Regions from separate parts of the Mus musculus genome. Here regions 2, 3 and 4 are each linked to region 1. A link is a contact called in public HiChIP or PLAC-seq and promoter capture Hi-C data. All regions are on one chromosome and are shown on one strand. The core of a region is the stretch at or near the end of the contact, and the rest is flanking DNA. Distances in the headings are between cores, read along the strand shown. Region 1 holds the start of Rprm (reprimo, TP53 dependent G2 arrest mediator candidate). Region 2 overlaps Prpf40a (pre-mRNA processing factor 40A). Region 3 has its middle 160 kb from the start of Gm25898. Region 4 has its middle 190 kb from the start of Gm38481.

The links. Promoter capture Hi-C pulls out the DNA fragments that hold promoters and counts their contacts. HiChIP or PLAC-seq counts read pairs in DNA pulled down with a chosen protein or histone mark.
Region 2: a contact with region 1 is called in a promoter capture Hi-C map of embryonic stem cells, with 8 times the contacts expected there. The contact joins the enhancer-like site here to the promoter of Rprm in region 1. A contact is called at or near these places in 8 of 39 promoter capture datasets (the 3T3-L1 cell line, cranial neural crest, embryonic stem cells and 5 more), 1 of 484 Hi-C or Micro-C datasets (embryonic fibroblasts), 5 of 115 datasets of contacts at active chromatin or transcription factors (embryonic forebrain, embryonic hindbrain, forebrain and 2 more) and 1 of 9 other capture datasets (embryonic stem cells).
Region 3: a contact with region 1 is called in an H3K4me3 HiChIP or PLAC-seq map of embryonic forebrain, with 11 times the contacts expected there. The contact joins the enhancer-like site here to the promoter of Rprm in region 1. A contact is called at or near these places in 15 of 39 promoter capture datasets (the C10 cell line, the HPC-7 cell line, cranial neural crest and 8 more), 4 of 484 Hi-C or Micro-C datasets (cerebellar granule neurons, cerebellum, cerebral cortex and 1 more), 7 of 115 datasets of contacts at active chromatin or transcription factors (astrocytes, embryonic forebrain, embryonic limb bud and 4 more) and 1 of 9 other capture datasets (macrophages).
Region 4: a contact with region 1 is called in a promoter capture Hi-C map of hippocampal neurons, with 8 times the contacts expected there. The contact joins the enhancer-like site here to the promoter of Rprm in region 1. A contact is called at or near these places in 16 of 39 promoter capture datasets (the 3T3-L1 cell line, the C10 cell line, the HPC-7 cell line and 10 more), 1 of 15 datasets of contacts at CTCF or cohesin (large pre-B cells), 1 of 484 Hi-C or Micro-C datasets (cerebral cortex), 8 of 115 datasets of contacts at active chromatin or transcription factors (astrocytes, bone marrow-derived macrophages, embryonic forebrain and 5 more) and 1 of 9 other capture datasets (macrophages).

Annotation. Positions count from the first base shown.
Region 1 is chr2:54,083,973-54,087,005 of GRCm38.p6, forward strand. It overlaps Rprm (reprimo, TP53 dependent G2 arrest mediator candidate), which reads right to left and starts at 1,580. Exons shown (of 1, transcript NM_023396.5): 1 at 121-1,580. The coding sequence starts at 1,332. The coding sequence ends at 1,003.
Region 2 is chr2:53,145,400-53,148,432 of GRCm38.p6, forward strand. It overlaps Prpf40a (pre-mRNA processing factor 40A), which reads right to left. Exons shown (of 26, transcript NM_018785.3): 17 at 695-809; 18 at 425-516; 19 at 221-337. Among named protein-coding and RNA genes, the nearest start is that of Prpf40a, 44 kb to the right of the region's middle. Within about 2 kb of position 1,627, at least 6 of the 459 cell types and tissues checked have an H3K27ac peak or open chromatin away from gene starts, as enhancers often do. A contact at or near this core is called in embryonic stem cells, where this site is marked.
Region 3 is chr2:53,435,995-53,439,027 of GRCm38.p6, forward strand. No RefSeq gene overlaps it. Among named protein-coding and RNA genes, the nearest start is that of Gm25898, 160 kb to the left of the region's middle. Within about 2 kb of position 1,582, at least 25 of the 459 cell types and tissues checked have an H3K27ac peak or open chromatin away from gene starts, as enhancers often do. A contact at or near this core is called in cerebellum, embryonic forebrain and hippocampal neurons, where this site is marked.
Region 4 is chr2:53,500,477-53,503,509 of GRCm38.p6, forward strand. No RefSeq gene overlaps it. Among named protein-coding and RNA genes, the nearest start is that of Gm38481, 190 kb to the right of the region's middle. Within about 2 kb of position 1,630, at least 21 of the 459 cell types and tissues checked have an H3K27ac peak or open chromatin away from gene starts, as enhancers often do. A contact at or near this core is called in forebrain, hippocampal neurons, neural tube and 1 more, where this site is marked.

The DNA of each region.
Region 1 (3,033 bases), core at 330-2,829:
GGATCTAAGGATCTATGAAGTAGAATCGCAGCTATGGCCAGGCGAAACCTTCTGGCTGGGACCCAGAAGCTGCGCAGCCGACCTTCCCCTCCTCCAGGAGAACAGAATGACTACCAGGAAGCCAGAAACAAAACACTTAAATGTTGCATTTATTAAGGAAATGTTAAATAAGAAAAAGAGTCAAACGGTGTCACGGATATCAAGAGCACTTTTGTGGCGTAAACCGTGCAGACAGGAGCTAAGAATTCTACTCTGGATCTTTGTCCCGGGCGTAGCTGGAGCGCTAGCCTCCCATAAAGACCCAGCTGGAAATGCACTAAAAGAAAGCACTTACCCCATTCACAGTCTCAGACTCCCCTCCCCCCACCCGTTCTCCCAGAATGACAAAAAACTCTAACCCGCAGGCAGGCAAACAGGCCACTAGGACACAAAAGACTTATCAAATATTTGTATTCAAGCAAACTAACACAAATCCCCTAAAACCACAGGTTACTATCGATCAAAGTTTCACTCTCTTAGTAGGTCGCAAAACCCACACGCATCTATGTTCCTTCCCAATTAGGTCTGCAGCGTGGCGAATAAACAGTCACTTTTTCCGGTCACTGGGCCTCTGAATACACACCCATCCACACCCCGCCTTGCTCGGCCTCTCAAGCTGTCCCCAGTGCTGAGCCCACCTGCAGGTGGAAAGGGGCCTTCGCCGCCTGGTTCATCTCCCAGTATCCCACGCCAGCAGCCACTCCCAAAGTTCTGCGCCCTGCTTTTGCCACCTGCTGCTGTATCCCGAAGTCTGGGCGCTCCTCCTGTACAGTCTTGCTTGGGGCCTTTCGAAGAGCTATCAGAAATCGGTCACTTTTTCCCCAAAGGCAGAAGTCAAGAGAAAAAAACTGACTCCGACAGGTTTGCGTTGCTCGGTCCGTGATGGTGAGGGGTGCATCGCGGCTGGCGGAGTACTGGAGGTGCCAGAAGGGAGGCACCCGCCGAGGGGGACCCGAGGGCCACTCAGTAGGGTCCCACGACCACTGCCTCCACCTCTTTAGACGGCCTCCGGTCCTTCACTAGGAAGTTGATCATGCCTTCGGACTTGATGAGCAGGTTGCAGCCAAGGAAGAAGATGCCAAAAACCACAGTGAGCGAGAGCACACACATGACTGCGATCTGCACCACACGCATGATGTACAGGCTGCGCTCGTCGGGGCCTCCCTCGGCGAAGCCATCGTCGGTCACCACCGACGCCTGGGTGCAGCAGCGCACCGCGCGCTCCAGCGCCTCGCTACTGTTGACCAGGAACAGGCCAGCCACGTCGGTCTGGTTGCCCAGCACTGAATTCATCACGAGAGCAAGCGGGAGCCGGGAAGGCGAGGATCGGAGGGGTGGGGACCAGAGTGGCTGTAGCGCGGGACGAACAGGTGCCCGGCGGAGCGCTGGCTTGATCACTTGTGCGCGCAGGGCTCCTCAGTCTCCCTTTCAAAGTCCCAGGTCCGTAAGTGTCTCAAGAACCTCTTCAGGGCGCGCCGCAAGCTGGCTCCTGTGCGCTGTGTTCTGCCCAGGCAGTGCTCGTTCCCGGCGCTCGCACGACTGGGAGCTCTTGGAACTTGGCGGGTTGGGCCGGAGGGGCCGTGGGAGGCGCGGGCCTTGGCGGTGGCCCGGCTCCTGCTCCAAGCGAACAGCGGCCCCTGCTGGTGATAGAGCCTTGCTGCGCCCGCTCGGCTTAGAGGGGCGGCTAAGATAGGAGCTAACCTAGCAGCAGGCTTTGTGCCTTCTGCATTTCCAAGGGCTAGGCAGGGTTCACTATGCACTCCTGATCTGAAGAGCAAGTAAAGAACTTGGAGAGAAAGGCTGAAAGTTGCAGAGGACCCGGATCACACCCTCTCTTAAGTGTGTCCTTCGAAGCCACCCTATCACCTCTGAGCAGATGTAAGGTGGACAGGTACCAGATGGCGCTGGTCAAGGTACTGGCCTGCTGCCTGTGTTTGGCTGCTGCCTGTTCTTGTAAGCTTTCTGGTGGAGTATTGGAAGACAAGGCAGGTGGGAAGACTGGGAATTTCTTCTCTCCCCACCCCCACCCCCGTTTTTTTTTTTTTTTAAGTAGGGGGTGTTGCTGATGTTATTGTTGTTTTAAGGAAGGGAGAATGGAGGAAAACCTTAGAAATCATAAAAGAGCTACGTCCGCACCCTACTTGGAAAGCTCTTACGTGTGTAGTAAAGCGGGGTTTGTAGTGAGCTGTGAGGCCCAGGCAAGGCGCAGGTCTAAGGAGGTGCTTGCTCTCTTTGTGGTTTGTGTGTGGAGGTGGTTACCAAGAACAGGGTCACCTCTCTGTTAAGGGAGGTGGGCAGAGTGACCAACCACTTCATTGCCACTTTAATTGCGGAGGAGTTTTTGGATGAGCTTCCAGTGTTTTCTGTCCTTGGCAGAAAATCAGTGGTTTAAGGGAATTGCTCATCTACATCCATCAGCTAGAATGTCGGCCAGCAGCTGGGCGCCTCCCTCCAGAAGCTGTTGCTCCCACCCACCCTGCCTTCCTCACCACAAGGCAATCTGCAGGCATTTCGGGGAGCTGCAGACACTCAGTCCATAGTGGCTGTTGGGTATAAGTGCTACCAGAGGAGCCTTACACACAGGCCACTTCTACTTTGTTTTAGACTCCAGAAGATACAGGATCCTCTCTTCTCCTTCCCTTTTCTCCTGTCCCTTGAATCGGTCAATCAAAGCCTTAGAATCCTGACTTTGGTGATGATAGGCATGCACAGAGCCTTCTAATTACACCATGCTTGCTTGTTAAATTCCCTCTGTAAGAATCACTCATTCCACATTCAGATCCTCTGAATGTACTGGCATTATTGGCATCCTTGTAACGTGCTGCCATCCCTCAAGCACAAAGGAGAGCCTTTTAGGCAAGTTTTTTTTTTTTTTTGAAGTTTCAGTTTCTTCTAGCTGTCTAGATTCTTTTATTACTGAGAATAGAGAGGTGTGAACAGCAAAGAACCAGGCTCCCAGGACTTAGCCATACTTTCCGTGGCTTAGTTGCTCTA
Region 2 (3,033 bases), core at 377-2,876, 940 kb before region 1:
GATGAGTCCTGTTTCAAACAAGACATTGTTCTTAAAAGTATTATAACATCACTTATAAAAGTTTAATTTAACCTCTAACAATGAAACATTTTTACACAGTTTGTTTTACTTTCTTTACCTTATACCTTATCCCTTTTACAGTACCTTATCCCACTAGCCTACAACTTGAAGTAATTCTTAGATGAACAATTAGGTAGGTATCTGAAATAATTTAACTTACACTATTGAAAGCCAACTTGATATTTCCAGCATCCAAAGTAGTTGATCTTTTGGTTGAACTGATTATTGCCACAAAATCTTCAAAAGTAGTGTTTACTTCAACTACAAATCCTTTATCCTAAAAGCCAGAAATCTTGTTATAAATAACATGTAACTGCAAGGAATGAATCAATGTTTTCAAATAGTTAAGAACAAGTTCACTTACCTTCAGAATGTCTTTTATTATCTTCTTTTCATCATGATATCGTGCTTTAAGATCTTCAACATAAAACTTGAAAAGATCAAGTGCAGTTGATCCTAATGAAAAAACTAAAGAAGTCAAAAAGCTAGCTCTAACCAAGAGCTGCAATTACTTTTTGTTTGTAAAACAAACATAAAATAAAGCACACACCTCTCCTCCCCCAACGGCTGTTCCCAACCCCAACCCACATCCATCCCAACTCCTAAGGTATGCTTGGAAAGAAAGGAATCTCACCCGGCTGACCCAGCATGTTAGTGAAGCGAATGTCAGAGCTGATGGTGGGATACAGCTCCATCCAAGAGGACATAGAGTGCAGCTGCCCATGCTCGTGCAACTCGTCCAGAAAGATCTGCGGGCGACAAACACATGTAAAATACAAGAAAAACATGGTAAAAAGTGCCAGCAAAAATACTTCTAGACCACAAATAAATAATATACACAAGCCATCCAAAGAAAGAGATCTTTCAAAAGACTATACTATCCTTCTAGTCTTCAGTTACCTATCCCTTAAGACAGAAAGCCACTTCCAGTTAAAAACAACAAGATCCATAAAATATTGTGTATGTATATAACCAAAAACCAAAGATACTAAAATGACTGGGATTATCTATTCTCAAATGATGAGGCTAAAGAGTATGTGCATGTCCTGTATAAAACTTTTTTTTTTTAATAGCATCATTTAGATATTTTTATTTAGGTTAATTTTAAACAATGGCCTGAAGAGATGGCTCTTGGTTTGGGGCAGATGGGACCCACGTTCTGTTCCCAACATCCATAAGGTGACTCATGATCACCTGTAACTTCAGTTTCAGGTGATGTGGACATCAGGCAAGTGAATGGTATATACAAATTAGTAGAATACTCATATACATAAAACAAATCTTTAAAAAATAAATCAAATATAGTTATGTACTACTCTCCTCAAAGCTTCTGGGAAAGTTAGGATTTAAATCACTATGTGATCTCCCAACCATTTCCCTTCCTTAAACAGAAGGCTTATTGTAACTTTATTCTGTCTTTAAAAAAAAATTGTCTATTCTATACCACCCATTTCCTTTCCTGTGGCTGACAGTCAGGACTGCACACTGGGGCTTCAGTACTATCAGTGTCTATTGGTCTTCTTCCAGTCCTTAGTTCTGTAATTCCTAGGGCTCCACTGTTCAATAGGAGCTACTGGGCCTGGGGAGCAACAGATGACTCAGCAGTTTAGACTCACACTGCTTCTACAGAGGACCCAGGTTCAGTTCCTGAATGACAGCTTACCAGTCTAAAACTCCAGTTCTAGGAGTTATGATGCCCTTATAGTATGTATATAAACATGCATGCAAAACATACATATACATGATATAAAAAATTACAATGAAAATTTAAAAAGCCATCAATAAAAGGCAGTTTCTGAACATTGCGGCTAGTATAAAGTATGATCTTCTGCCAGATGGTGGCAATGCATGCTTTTAATCCCAGCACTTGAAAGTCAGAGGGAAGACAATCTATGTGAGTTCAAGTCCAGACTGGTTTACAGAGTAAATTTTTAAATTTACTCAATTTAAAAATTTTTAAAAATATCTATTACTGCTTGTTTAGAGAATGCCTTTAAATATTGGTTTAACTAGATTGCTAAATGTGAAACTGGTTATGTTTAAGTTGCATATACAGGATACACTGGGCAGCAATGTTATAGAGTAACATGTACCTACATCCTACTGCTACTTCCCTCTTTCAACAAAAGCGGCGAAGGTGGTTTTAAAGCTTTTCAGTCTTAAAGTGTTTAAAAACTCCTTCCTGGAGTTTTTAAATGTACTCCTTTCTATCATATATTTTTGTTAATATCTCACTCAAGTCACTGATTTTTGAGTCTCATCCTAATAGTGGATTTCCAGTTGAAAAATTGTCACAGGAGGGTTGATAACTTCTTTAAAGCTGGTATTCACTAATTACCAGTGTTACTTTCCCTTGAATAGTGATCACCAACAGCATTTTCCTTGGTTGAAGATCTCTACCTCAGATTTAATTCAGTATTATCTTTTCTTACTTGTTCCCGTTTTTCCCCTCCAATACTGTTCTTTATGTTACTATTTATATCTGTGTTTGAATTATGAACGTTCATAGATTTTGAGAGATAGCCCTCATCTTTAAATTGTTCCTTCATTTTCTCCCTTGACTATTTTTCTCTTATCCATAAAACACTCTTTTCCTTTTTTTCTTTTTAAGACATGATCTCATCATGTACCCTTGGCTGTCCTGGATCTTGAAAGGGGACAGACCAGGCTGGCTGTGAGCACTTAGAGATCCACCTGCTTCTGTCAACAGCGTGCAAGGATTAAAAGTGTGTGCAACCACTGCATCCATCCCAAAGCATAAAACACAGAAGTCCTGAGGTTTTCCTTACCAAAATATCTCAAGTCTAATTGTAATGTTCAACTATTTGTCAATCTTTTAACTCTCTTTACTATGCTAGTGATTACTAAGTATCTTAAGTAACACACTAAACAGTATCTTTAAGTCTCCACACTATAAAAACTTTAACTATTTGTTATTTTGTAGATTTTCCTGTCCCTTAGGATTTGTCAATC
Region 3 (3,033 bases), core at 332-2,831, 650 kb before region 1:
CCTCTCAATTCCCCTTTCTTGCCTTATTGCTCCAGCCAGTGCTCTGGCACAATATTAAAAAGTAGTGGGTATAGTGAACATGCCTCTCTTCTCACTGACACCAGGGATTGCTGCAAGACATTTTTCATTTAGGATAATGTTGTCTGTGCTTCTTATATATAGCTTTTATTGTCTTGAGACATGTTCAGTCTAGGACTTTTATAATGAAGGCTTGCTAGATTAAAACAAAAACAAAAACAAAAACAAAAACAGACCTTTCTGCACCTACTAAGAGGATCATGTGATTTTTAAAAAACACTTTATGTCCATTTATGTGATTTATTGCATTTGTTGACTTGCGTATGAGGAAGAAGGTGTACTATTTATCACATTATTACTACTTAATGTATTTAAGGTCAGAACATTTGTCCAAAAATGCATATCCCCACTTAATAATTTCAAATTTTCTTTAAAGGGAATGTGTATGTCTGAAAATTATTATCCGCCTCAAAGTATTCTTTTTTCAGTAACTGAGTTATTAGCTCTAAACAATGCAGTACTTGTGCTGGTAAGATGCTTAATGTGGTAAGAGGGTGTGCTGCCCAATTCTGATGACCTGAGCTCAATGTCTGGAACCTGCAGTAGGAGGGAAAAAAATCCACTTCTGAAAGTCCTCTCACCCATATGTGATGTGGTGTGTGTGCCTATATGCATAAATATAACATTCACGGACACACATACACAGACACTCACAAACACACACACTCTCACACAAAATCAAACAAAAAATTAACATAGTATTTTGGATTATTTGGTGCTTGCACTAACCCCAGGACCAAAAAAAAAATCTATTTTGAGAATGTAGATGATAATACCAAGTTCAATCATCGGCATCAAGGCATCTCGGGCAACTTAGAGCATATTTACAGTGAAGTCATAAACTCAAGGTTTCTTCTTTCTTTTTTCTTGATCTTCTTGTTCCATGTTGTAGTTTCCATTACCAGCAGTTTATCTGCAGTGCCCTAATGGCTACAACTTCTGCTACAGACCTTGTTTGCCCTACTTGGTTTTGCTTTTAAGAGAAGCCCCCTTTCGGTGTGGAGTAGTCAGGATTTATACGATTATGAGAAGAGTGCTTGTTAACAGTAATGGAGTGCTGAGACAGAAAGCCTGTGTTCTCATATCACTTTCTGCTCTGAATGTTGTTTGCTGGGAGGTAGCAGTTATCAAAGGAAGCACAAGCTGTTGCTGCTGGCAAGTCTGAGGGGTCTGAGGCCCTTTCAGAGCACATGCTGATAGACATGGGATGAACAGTTGCCAGTGGGTTTAATCCTGGCTTGTTGCCAATCCAGTGCCTGGGAAGTTCATAATAGGAAATGGCAGGTGTTTTAAACATAAGGCAAGGGTGGCTTTGGACAGAGGCCACGAAGAGCTGGTTACCTTAGGCACTCTCTCCTTTTCTTTTACCTTAACACATGATTTTCTTCACAAAATCCTTTGTCCTTGCCACTTTTTAGGGGACACATTTACATCTCTGCTTTGTCTTTAATGTGAGTCATGTGCAGTGACATCTGTTGGCTCTATTCTGATAGGTCCAAGCGGGAGACAATATACCCACAGTTTCTCATTTAATTATAAGGGAAAGAGCAGATCATCCCCTTGTCACATGATTTGGGATCCTGGCATTTTCAGCATCTGGCACCGCATGTGGTGCAGTTAGGTTCATATGGCTATGTGGCAGCAGGAGGATGCCTGAGGCAGATAGAAATTGAAAACAAGATTGCAGGCAGAATCAGACTAGCAGCACATCAGTTTTAGAAACACTGAAATATTGAACAGAGTCTTGACACAGGCAGCAGATTGGCTGCACACGATCTCTTCTTACACTAGCTGGTAATGCAGCAGTGAAAAGGAGGATGAAGAAGGAGATATATTATGTGCCTTCGAAAGAAGGCAATGATTAGCAGAGACTAGAGGTACCACTGGTCATATGTGTATTTACTTATACTACCGTGTTTGGAAGTGCAGGTTGATAGAGCTCTGGTCATCATTTAAAGCTTACAGCATCTGTGATAAATCCTAGGACCATAAAAGCATTTCCTGTTTAGTGAGCAGGTTTAAAAGAAACATTGACTGTACCTGAAGGAATCATACAGCCAATAAATGTTTGATTATGTTGTGTGTTCTTAGAAAAACATCCAATTCTATCTCAAAGGGAATATCATGGAAAAGAGAGTAGTTTTTTAAAGGGTGTGCTTCAAATTCCTTCAGAGCCAAGTGGAGCCAACTTTCCTTTCTTTTCTTTAAGGAAATGATAAGAGGGTGGAGCCTCTCGATGACTTTGCACCCCCTCTAGATTTTCTCACTACCTTTGAACCAGAGAAGCAGCAATAGGAAAGAAAACAAATGACTTTATCTTTATTCCTTAGACTACTTGGTAAGACTCATTATCACCCTGTTCTCTTCTATTCTCATATTTTATACATGGTGTAGCAATCTACTATTAAGTTTAGCAATGAAATACAGTGAGATTGTACATCTGCATGAGAAAGAATTTAAGATGCAGCACATTTACCTTTCAAATGGCAAAGGGTTGAAAATGGATACAGGTTTTTGGAGCTATGTCTTTCAAAGTATAAAGCAAGAGTTTTCATTAAATACTGTTATAGCACTCTGTTGTTCTCTGGAGCTTTTTTTAAGTGAGTTTTCAGATTTAATTTTGTGAAGCATAAACGTGTGTATAGTGGATTATTCCTGTAAGCCCCACACTTGGGAGGCTTAGGCACAAATATCATGAGTTTCAGACAAGCCTGGGCTACACAGTGTATTATAGGTCATCCTGGATTCAGATGGAAATGCTGTCTCAAAACAATAAACAGAGGCTGGAACGATCTTTCTGGGGTAAGGAGCCTTACTGCTCTTCTACAGAATCCAAATTTAATACCCAAATACCCACACTGATTGACTTTCAAGCTCCTGTAACTCCAGCTTCAGGGGACCCAATGTCCAAATCTGGCCTCTGAGGGCACCAGCATTCATGTGCATACACTCAGA
Region 4 (3,033 bases), core at 380-2,879, 580 kb before region 1:
CCTCAAACCAAGGCATTAAAAAGAAGCTCTTTCTGAAAAGTCTGATGAGTTTTCCCCCTTTACTGTAAAAATCAAATATGTGATTCTGGGTCAAACTGTGAGTAACTTCCTTGGGGAATTAAAAACTACTTGTGGGGAACAATTTCTTCAATGGATTTTCTTTATTTTCTGCAAATGCAATTATACTTTAAGACCTTCTTTGAGACTGTTTTGTTCTTTTTTCCCCATTAATTAATTAATTTACTTTTTCACTTAAAACCCCTATCTCAGCCCCACTCCTCTTTGTCCCCCCTCATAAACCTCTCCCCTGCCCTCCCCTCTCTTCCTCTGAGAAGAGAGAAGAGGGAGGCTCCCCTCTGAGTTTCAACCCACCCTGGCACATCAAGTCACTGCAGGACTAGGCACATCCTTTCCCACTGAGGCCAGACAAGGCTCAAGGCTCATAGTTAGGGGAACAAGATCCACAGGCAGGCTACAGAGTCAGTGACAGTCCCTGCTCTAGTTGTTGGGGACCCACATGAATACCAAGGTGCACATCTGCTATGTGTGTGCATTGTTCTTAGGATTCATCATTCTTGTGTTAGACTTGGGAGGGGTTCAGATGTGAGAATCAGAGAACATATTGGGAGTTCAGGAATAAGACTAAATGATTTTGTCTTTCATCTTCCCTTCTTGAACCCCCCCACCCCCCACCCCCCAACACACACACACACACACACACACACATTTCCTTCTTATTCTTGGCAGCTGTCAATTCTCTACCTTCTGAAGATCTGTGTAAGATGTGCATTGTAAGGTGGGGTCTTTAACAGTAGTTTCCCTGATGCTTCTGCCCAGCATTCCAACGAATGCCTCTCCCTGTCTCTGCTTCTCTTGAAGCTAAAATTTGGCTTTGCTTTCTTTGTGTGTGTGTGTGTGTGTGTGTGTTATTAACAACCTACACCTCTCACGTTCTTCATCTGTTTCTTGGGCTCCTGTTTGTACTTTTTTTTTTTTTTTTTTTTTTTTTGGGGTTCAGCAACAGTTTCTGATATCCTATGTGCGTTGTAGTTCCCAACTACAAAACCGAGATCTAAAATACTCAGCTAAGCTTTTCACAGGAAGCCAGCTTACAGACCACTGGGCATCCGAGAGACGGACTGTCCACCCACTTCCCAATTAGCTTTGTCTTACTTCCCAATTAGCTTTGTCCCAAGTGGGACAGGAGATACGAGTCACACAACCTGCCTTTCTCTGCGAGGAAGCCATGGCGAATTTCTTCAGCAGGACCTGTATATAGAGCCGTTTTCTTGGAAGGCATGAGAGGCAAAATGATTGATGTGCATGGTGCGGCAGTAAGCCGCAGGCCCTAATGATTTGTCAGGAGCTGAGCCATCACTCTCTGACTAGGGAGCCTGAGTCTCAGGAGATACGCAGGCGGCATTAGCAGCCCCCAAGAGCTTCGCTGTTGGAATGTGATGCCCAGTGGGAAAGGAAAGCTTTCCTGTAACCTGTAACATTTAGTGATTAGCAAGGGAAGGCATTCCTGTGTCGTGACTTTATCTATTTTGGGAGACTGCATGGGAATATTGATCGTTTTTTACCATAGGAACAGAGACCAGTGTTGCAGCGTTTCCTGTTCTCCTTGGCAACCACATGCCGTGATTCTCTTTCTCACCAGGCATTTGAAGACAGATCTACGATAATTAAATGAAGATTAAAGAGTGACAAGACATAATAAAAAACCTTTATGCTTCCAAGGAAACTGTAATTAGTGAAGCTTAAATTTCAGACAAAAGAAAAAAAAACCAAGGAAACTATGAACTATTATTATTATTATTTTCTTTCATCAATTATCTGTAAGCCCTGGATTTACTGACGACTTTGAAAGTAAAAATCACTTTTCTAGCTCAGTGGAAATTCTGGTGTGTTTGAATATGGGCTAAATAATAGAGTATTTGCATAAAAGTTCTGCCATACCCACGTGAGCCTGCAGTGTTCATTCTTTCTCAGTTAGGAGACTGGGAATTACACAGATGAGATCCGCAGATGAGTTGGTGTTCTTGCTTCTGGGAGCAGAGTTTGATAATTTCCTCATGATAAAGGTCCATGATTATACTAAAGCTCTGGCTTACCAGGATTTTTGTATTTAAAAATAGTATGTGTTGAAGTAATTCATTTCTTAAATTTTCGTGTGAAAATCATTGGATATGAAATATTCTGAAGTATATTTTATTTATGGGAATTTTAAAAAAACAATTACTATTTCTCATAAATCAGAAGGAAAACCTGTCTTAAACCAGCAATACACTCAAACCCTTTTTATTATTCATGAAATGCAAATGATATTTACCAAAAGTAAATCAGTAATAAAGCATAATGCTAATTTTCTATTGGCAGTGCCATTGTAAATCACCATACAGATGATATAGTTTTAAAACTTTACCTGGACAGTATTGTGATATATTTAAAATACTTTAATTTTCTTCTTTCATTCAATACTACTTCTCTAGGTAATTTGTGTTGGTATAATTCATTAACTTTTTGTACTTAAATAATATTTAATTTTTAAATTCCACAACTTATCTGATTTTAGATTGCTTTCAGTGTTTGGCTACTATAAATGTGTGTGTATGTGTGTGTGTGGTATGTGTATGGTGTGTGTGTATGTTATGTATATGTTGTGTGTGTGTTTGTGTGTGTGGTATGTATATGTATATGTTGTGTGTGTGTGGTATGTGTATGGTGTGTGTATGTGTGTGTGTGTGCATGATAGGCTAAACATATTTTAAAATTGCCCAGATGCTGGTAAACCTGACCCAAAAATCATAATAGTACATTAAACCCCACTGTATTATAATATGAAATCTTATTTTTATATTTATGAAAATTTTTTTTCTCCATTTTTATTAGGTATTTAGCTCATTTACATTTCCAATGCTATACCAAAAGTCCCCCATATCCACCCACCCCCACTCCCCTGCCCACCCACTCCCCCTTTTTGGCCCTGGTGTTCCCCTGTACTGGGGCATATAAAGTTTGCAAGTCCAATGG